2 separate regions of the Hordeum vulgare genome follow, and region 1 is linked to region 2. A link is a contact called in public Hi-C data. All regions are on one chromosome and are shown on one strand. Each heading gives the region's core, a stretch centred on a gene start, on an enhancer-like site or on the middle of the called end of the contact. The rest is flanking DNA. Distances are from core to core; before and after follow the strand shown. Region 1 holds the start of LOC123425286. Region 2 holds the start of LOC123425284 (protein STRUBBELIG-RECEPTOR FAMILY 7-like).

Evidence for each region. Hi-C and Micro-C count contacts between places; a contact is called where the count stands out from the background.
Region 1: a Hi-C map of leaf shows a contact between it and region 2, with 3 times the contacts expected there. The contact joins the promoter of LOC123425286 here to the promoter of LOC123425284 in region 2. A contact is called at or near these places in 5 of 6 Hi-C or Micro-C datasets (leaf, seedling and an unstated tissue) and 1 of 1 datasets of contacts at active chromatin or transcription factors (embryo).

Annotation. Positions count from the first base shown.
Region 1 is chr2H:96,257,259-96,261,403 of MorexV3_pseudomolecules_assembly, forward strand. LOC123425286 reads right to left here and starts at 1,675. Exons shown (of 7, transcript XM_045108967.1): 1 at 1,554-1,675; 2 at 96-164. The coding sequence starts at 144.
Region 2 is chr2H:96,097,905-96,102,395 of MorexV3_pseudomolecules_assembly, forward strand. LOC123425284 (protein STRUBBELIG-RECEPTOR FAMILY 7-like) reads right to left here and starts at 1,730. Exons shown (of 17, transcript XM_045108965.1): 1 at 1,363-1,730. The coding sequence starts at 1,513. TRNAL-AAG (a tRNA gene) reads left to right here and starts at 3,757; the gene lies at 3,757-3,837. TRNAL-AAG (a tRNA gene) reads left to right here and starts at 3,960; the gene lies at 3,960-4,040.

The DNA.
Region 1 (4,145 bases), core at 425-2,924, 160 kb after region 2:
GCCCAAAGGTGATGATTTAAGAAAATGTCCAATAAACCAAAAAGGAGAAGAATCACTTGTCCACACTGGGACTGGAGAATGATGAAATCACTAACCTTTGGGGTCGCTGAGGTTAGTGTACTCACGAACCTCACGTCCAGACATGTCTGAGAGCTCGGCTGGCCCTATTTATATTCAGATCCAACATTAGGTACAATTTTTCAAACCGAGAAGGGTAAAAGTTTGAACAGAGTTTTTTTTTGACAAAACCAATAATTAGTATAGGAAAAACAATAAAAAGAACCTTCAAAGAGAAATGGTATGACTCAACTGGGTCTAACAATTGGTAATTTCAACCAAAAATGAATTGGTAGTTGAGCTCTTACTGTCTCAAACTACCGTCCAAACACAAATTGTGTTAACTTGTCATGGCCGGCAAATTCTTATTTAGCGATCGTCTGACTTTGTTGTCCGAAAGTACTTTTTCTATAAGACAACTTAACATCTCAGTACATGGTAATTGAATGTGCTATACTGTACAACATTTACAATCTGGACATGTGACAGATACTTCTAAAAACTATTTAAGATGGATCCAATATCCAATATTGGATCCATCTCCTCCTATGACCATTCTATGAGCTCTTACAGTAAAGCACATTCAAAATGAGCATAGGAGATGGATCCAATATTCACTCCTGGTACAGTGGTTTCAGCTCATAAAAAGCAGAATAATTTGGCAGGAGATAATATATGCAAGTGTTTGAGGATGTTTGTTGCAGCTGTGGGCAAGCCTGGGACATGTGATCAAGATGCAGTTTCAGGTGTGGCTGATATGACAATGCAAGGTGCAAACAGGACATAATTAGTGCTGCAGCAAAATCAGCATCAAGGTTGGTGAAGGAATCCCCAAACTGAAGCAGTCATCCAGAGGCAGACTTGATGTGAGGCTTGGGGTTTGGGGGGTACGCCAAACTCGAAATTCATCCGATAAGTAAGTAAATGGGCCGACAATTTGAGTAGTCCTATCCTAAAGAAACACGATGCTCTGCCCTCTCGCTCATCAATTAGAGACAAAAAAAAGGGAGAAATAACTAGCAGCTCAATCAGATCTGAGGCTTGCTCTTCCCTAGCTCTAGGTCATCAGTCTGTTAACTAAGAATGTAATACTACTGCCGCCAATGTAGTCCAATCATTTTCTTCAGGCCTTTTTTGTTCCAAATAACTTGCTTCTACTTGCTGGGTGCCACCCTGCCAACTCCCACTGATGCCAAGCAGGGCACTCCAATTTAACCAATTGTGCATTAATACTTTGAATTTAGTAGTAATGCGAGAGCTTGGAGTGGGCGGAGCCGATGCATACTCAACCCTAGCCGTTAAGGCAAACTGGCTCGGTAAATATAATGAGAGGACGAAATAACAGAGTCAATACGGCAATATACGCAGTAACATGCTACTCTTAACCCTAGGTTTGGCAGGGGCAGTGGAGGCGCGCGCATCCACCCGCCTGAGATGGTGGGCAGCGGGGAGGGAGGGCGATGGCCGACGGAGAAACCGAGGAAGGCGAGGCCTACCCGATGCAGTGCGTCGGAGAGAGGTGGGCGGTGCGGCGGCGGTGGAGTCCAACTTGCGGCGGACCGGGGAGAGCGTGTCGCCGTGTCGCTATGGAGGCAGAGGGACGCCGCTGACCGCTTGGCACGGAGAGAGAGGGAGGAGAGGAAAATAAACGTAGGGATCGTCCCGGAACGCTGATCGTTTCCTCGGGCCGGCCCAGGCCCATCAGGCCTCGTTTGCCATTCGGGGATTCACGACTTTGAGAGGAAAATCCCCGCGAGGGTCACAAACCTCATAGAACCTCATGCATCTATTTGATAAGAGGGGTTTGCTTAGCCGAATCCCCTCTATTTCCCGTCAAACTCTTTCTATCCATGTGTTTCAGGACCCTCCTCGAGGGACTGGTGGAAACAAACCCCGAGGGATTTGAGAGGATTGGATGGAAGGAAGGGATTCATCAAATCCCCTCCTCCCCAAACCTCCCCAATCCATTTCTACCAAACAAAGCCTCAGCGGTCGGACATTCCTTCTTCGATCTGTTTTTCCCAAATTCACTAATCAGTATACTTCCCTGATGCAGATCTTCTCAAAGCTGAGCTTGTAAGCTGATCTTGATGGACGAGACATGTTTGAGGCAAGGGATCATCCGCAGAGTTGAAAACGAAAACACTATGGGCATTTGGAGACACAACTGGCTACCACGGACAGGGGATGATGAGGCCTATATCTTCACTAATTCTAACCCACCGTGCTTTGTGTCCGAGTTGATAAGTACATCGGAGGCAGCATGGAATGAACAGCTCATATGTCAGGTATTCTTGCCAATTGATGCTGAGTCGATTCTTTCCATTTCATTATGCATAAGAAATATTGAAGACTTCTGGGTGTGGAACGGTGAGAAGCACAGAATGTTTTCGGTGAAGTTTGCATAGAGAATAATCTTGCAAACAAAAATTACAAGGGGAGAACTGGATTGATGAGCGAGAGGGTGCATCACGCAATGGCCAGCAAAGCAATGAATGGACACAAATGTGGGGTGTTGATGTTCCTTCCAAGGTTAAACTGTTTCCGTGAAGGATTGTGCAAAGCTCTGTTCCCACCTTCGACCTGCTCCACCATAGGAACATGTTCACCTCGGATGCATGTTGGTTTTGCGGTGAAAGGGACTCCTGGAGGCGTGCCTTGATAAATTGTTCGATAGCGAGAAGTGTCTAGGCATTGGCAGATGAGGAGCTGGTTGAGCAGATGTGCCAACATGATATGGACAATGCAAGGGATTATATATTTTTACTGATGAAACAACTACCTCATCACCTCTTCGTTCGTATGGTGATCACATTTTGGGCTATATGGTTCGCGAGGCGAATGGCGATTTATGAAGACATCTTTCCAAGCTCTATGTTGACGCATCTTTTTTATCCTGTCTTACCGCAACGAGATAGAAATCATCAAGAAACCTAACACATCTCCAGCCAGTGTCGGCACCGCGAGGACTAGCGTCTGGATTCCGCCACCTTTTGGCACGGTCAAGATTAATGTAGATGTGGCAGTGGTTGGGAGAAGGGGCGTCGGCTCGGTTGTTATCGTCTGCAAGGACAGGGATGGAGCTTTTCTGGGGGGGCTCGACCATTGTCTTTTGTGGTATCTCAGACCCGACTACATTGGAAGCTCTAGCAGTAAGAGAATCTATGGCGCTTATAGAGGACGTGAACTTACAATACATCTATATGGCGTCCGACTGCAAGGTGGTGGTTGAAGATATAAAGAGAAAGAGCGGCACGGAATATGGTGCCATTATTCATGAGACTATACGTTCTTCTTCTAGTTTTCCTAGCTGTAATTTCGTCTATGAGTTTAGGAGCTCAAATGTCAAGGCTCATAATTTAGCGAAACATGCGTTGAAACTGGAGTGGGGTCGTCATGTTTGCTTAGGTCACCCCGGTAATCTTCCATTCGTCCATGTAAACACTATGACGACTTTATAAAGCTTCACGGATTGTCTAAAAAACTAATTGAAGAGTACATCTTTCAAAGACCACTCTCATCTTCTCACTTTGTGACAAGTGGTGCACTGCATACGTGCTACTTGTTGCAACCTAAGAGATTTCATTTTTTTTCGTACATTCGTTTTTTAAACGTTTTATCTCCCCGTGCGTTCAAAACTCGAACCATTTTCACCATTGATTTTCTAGCGCCGAGATCTTCGAAAATAAATCCCATATTAATAGGTTTTGACGAACTTTTTTTCTAAAAAAAATCGGACAAAAAAACCGTATTCTCGCGATAGGATAAAACCAAAAACGCGTTTTTTCTACATTTTTCCCTTTACGAAAGACATGGTCGTGCCACGAAGGCAAAACCATGACTCTTGTAAAAAAAATTCTTTCCGAGAGACACGGAAGTGCCTCTCATGATTTTTTTCTTTGCGAGAGGCACACCTCCCATGGAAACAAAATATCGTGCCTCTTGCAAAAAAACAAAAACACATTTTTTAATTTCCGAGAGGCACGGTCATGCTTCTCGCGGAAGCAAAATCATGCCTTTCACAAGAAAAACAAAAAACACGTTTTTTCGCGCCTTTTTTTTTAATTTTTTGTCAAAAAGCCAAGAAA
Region 2 (4,491 bases), core at 480-2,979:
AGTGTTGGAATTGGCCATTAAAGATTTTGTAAACAATTATTAATTTTATATAGTACGGTTACAAAATAATACCAGACGTGTCTTGCTAATGTTTGTAACAGTGTGGAGGATAATGATGTTATGTACTGTATGATTCAGTTCATTCCAGCGTGTTGGAATTGGTCATTAAAGATTTTGTAAACAACAATAATTCTATATTACAAGTGTTACGGTGATTGGGGAGTTTACATGCCGTCCATCCACACTAATCCGATGGTGAAAAAATAGGAGTTACGAGGAATGACGAAAATGAAATTACGGGAAATTACACGTAACCGTGGGACCAATACAAAATTTTGATGGAACCAGTTACTTTACCATTCTTTCTTTTTATAAAAAATAATATCTGTAAATAATTTTTCAGATCCGATGGTTAGAAAAAATTAAAGACAGAGTTACATGACCATCGACAATTTCGAAGTTGACTTTGCAAATAACTAGTTGTCTCTAATAAGGTATCCCCGTTATTCTGTGACCAAATGCCCATCAAAGTTAATTTGATTATGGAACCAAATGAAATATTAATAGAATCAAGGACTGGGTTTTCTTGGCAATCACACAAATATATTTTTCGGACGAGCAGCTGTCTGCAACCTCGCACAAAACCAGGCATAAAAGAAGAAATGATCTGAATTTTTCACAGACTCCCTGCTGAAGTCTGACATCTGGGTGCATAAAACCAAGCAGTTCCCATCAAATGCGTCATGAGTACATCAAGAACAACGAAGAAAGGGTGAGGGGGGATAAATCGAGAACTTGTCACAAATTTAGCATCACTGCTAGGAAAATATTACTATAACCTTAGGAAAAATAGAACTTCTGAAAACTCTGCTATCTGATCATCCCAAACTTCAATAGCCCTAGAATCCCCACCACGAAAGGACCAAAGAGCAGCAGCAGGAAGGGACGAAGAGCTACAGAAACATCTTTTCCCGGCTTGGTTAAATGACACACCTACCAAGGAAAATGTTTATGGGATGCCGATGAACAAAGTAGAGCTCCAAATTGACCAAAATTATAAAAGCAAGGAAGGGTCGAATGAGACTGTTGGGTTCCATGAATCATCAGCAGCGCAACTGTTTCCTGCTCTCATCTAAACCTAACATTTCAGGAATCCAGGAATGGGCATCAAAAGCGGCCTGTCTACAGCTGAAGTGAACCACCAAAGCAAGGGGGGGAAGGAACCAAGAACACAGATTTTCCCCATCCGTTGCTACTCAGCCAAGCTAAGAAATGCATTGTTTCTTGGTTTTCCGAAGTATAAAATCAAACAAAAAGAACAAATAAAAATGGCTATATGAAGTAATAATCTCACTGGCTTACCATCGTTGGAGTCGGTGTTGGCGTGAGCCCCCATGGAGGCAGTGGCCAAGAAGAGCAGCAGCGCTCCAATGGCCGCAGCTCCTCTCCCCCTCATCTTGGCCGTGGCCGTGGCCGTGGCCGTGGTCGTGGTCGTGGCTGCTGCGTTGGTCATGGCAGCAGTAGCTCGTCTGCACTCTGCAGGCTCGCTGCAACGCCCAATAACTTATGCTCCGAAAAAGGTCTCTTTTGCGCCCCCTGCTTTTGTTTATTTGGTATATTCTTTTTCTTTTTTCTCGGTGCTGACATGTCCTTTTTTTCCCCAGTGGATTGTGTATTTGTCAGCAAGCTGGAATCAGGGAGGAGGGGAAGGGCTTTAAAGAAGTGCACATCGCACGCTGAGAAACCCCTCGGAAATGGCAAAAACTAATTATTCTCTCACTGGTCGTGTCATCTTCTGTAGCGCTCATTTTGGGGGCTTGGGGCCGAGGCAAGATTTTTGCGCAGGCCGGTTGTATCGGCTTGATACAACGAGTGAACGAAAATATCAGCAATGCTACATATACAGTCAATTACGGACTGATTTTGTTTACATGATGACATGACAACAGGTGATTGGAGAAAAAAAGAGTGAGGCGGGCCATCCATATCGTTGGTCAAAAAAAGGAAAAGATGTTTGCAACGTCTTTGTACAGCTTTTGCCTTCTTTCCAGTGAGATGAGATTTGTTGTGCACGTATATATTGTTTCGAGTAAGTGAAATGCTGAAAACAAGAAGGAACTCTTGTATCCGCATACCAAAAACGCACAGTTACAAAAGAAGATTTGGGGCCAAGTTTCGTTCAGAAGTTTTATACTAGTGCTGTATCAGGAAGACTGCCACTTGAGCTGATGCGTGCGTGTCCTTGCGGGGAAAAAAGTTTATGTATGCGCAATGACACGTTGAGGAGGTGAGTGGAAGATGTTGCGGTCACTTCTTTTGTGGTGGTTGTGCGTCGTGGCTCCCATGCCGGAACGTTGCCGTCCGTGCGCGGTCGCTTTTGCTGATTGGCAATCAACCACACCAGATACAGGCGCTCGCATGCGTGTGCAGAGTGCTCTGCACTCCTTCATTTTCTTTAGACGGTTTCAGCATGGCCACAGTAAACTCCCAGTTCCATGCTGTTCTCCTTGAAAAGAGGCCCAAAGGGATCCAAAGATGCTTCGGAAACAGGCACTAAATTTCGATGCAGCCAAATTTAGTAGTGAGTTTTTTGTAAGTAAGAATTCCACATGAAACCATTTGTTTGCTCTGACTTTTTCCTTAAAAGTGGGTGCACGTTGTTCTCACCGTGATTGCACCATGCGTCCGTGTCATGATGAAGCATAATTAACCAGTATCCTTCCTGAACATCGCTTTTCTTCCTTTTCAGCATTTTTTTTTATCTTCGCCTTTTTTTCTGGGGAACGTATCCTCGCCTCTTCTGCCCAAGTGTCTAGCGTCCAGTGCTATCCGGTTAGGCGAATAATTTGCCATGCTGACCAGGTGGCCAAACCCGTCCAATTAGTACGTTACATTACGCTGCGCCCATAACCTCGTCGTTTTCGTGGGCTGTTTTCGTCTTCAGACGGACGGCTTCTCGTCGCATCCAACTGAGGTAACGTGGCTCATGAGATGAGATACAGTGGATCAAGAATTACGCCGAGGGCGACATGCTAGTATGCACACCTGTAACTGTCTCTGCTGGCCGACATACATAGAGTTTTTTTTTTGTGTGTGTGTGTGAAAGACATACATAGAGTTTAACAGCAACGTGGACGTGTGGCATGTTGTTTAGTTCTCTCTGCTTCGTCAGCGAGTTCAGGTTGGTTGCTTAATAACCGAATTGATGGACGGGGAATCGGCTGTTGACGTCGCCCAGCACGGTTTGGTTTGAGTGGCTGCGCTTTGTGTGACCTAACCTAAGTAACCTGGAAGGTGACGGGACGATCCTCGCACTCTGCTGCTGCCGTTGCATGATCGTAGCCATCCTCAGCTTGGCATCAAAACCTAGCTTGGTTAGGCTTGTGGACAGAGCGATCGGTGAAGTTTGTTGGCTGTAGCAGATGACGGGGAAGAACAATGACCAAGTTAGACCACCAACCAAGAACCACTGACGCCACCAACAGTGATTAGAAAGAAAGCGAAAGCAGTCTGCTTCATGGACATCTCTCTCTGGGACCGAATCAGAGGTGGGCGAGAGCAGTTAATTCGGTTAGCCAACTCCAGGGTCATCTCAAGGACCTATAGGGACGAGACGAGGGACCAAATGGCACGCCCTTTTTCATTGGTTGCACCCAGACGAGACGACGGATCATGTTGATCCAAGAGTGCCCAAACACTCCCGTATGAAGAAGTGTCGCAGGATATATAAACTCGAAATGGAATCGAAACACAGATGATCGGATGGCCGAGTTGGTCTAAGGCGCCAGATTAAGGCTCTGGTCCGAAAGGGCGTGGGTTCAAATCCCACTCCGGTCATACTCATTTTTTATGTTTTTTGCATCAACCAAACATTCATGTTGATTAAAGAGTACTCAAACACCCCCGTAAGAAGAAGTACCTGCGGATATATAAACTGGAAATGGAATTGAAACAAAGTTGATCGGATGGCCGAGTTGGTCTAAGGCGCCAGATTAAGGCTCTGGTCCGAAAGGGCGTGGGTTCAAATCCCACTCCGGTCAAAATTATTTTACGTTTTTGCATCAACCAAAAGATATATATTCAACCTTTGATAAAAGAGAACCAAAACATTATACATTCAACCATAGATAAAAGAGAACCAAAACATTATATATTCAACCATAGATAAAAGAGAACCACGTGCAGTCTATATATATAAAAAAGGCGCATGTCGAGGCGACTCTGTCTGAGAATAAAAAAAGAAATCAAGAAATCTTGTAACTTCATTGTATAAAATTTTGTTTAATCGACAACCAATCATATGAATTCACCAAAGTTACGAGGTTTCTTGGGATAACGGATATTTAAAATTCAATTCTGGTTTTATCTAGCTAACTCTCATCAATTTTCTTTTATTTATTTTGAGAAAATCTAATCTAAAGCGTGTGCACACCTGTGTTCCCGTGCGGCGGGGCTCGTGGCAGGATTCCCGCTTCCGTCGCTATCCCGCTA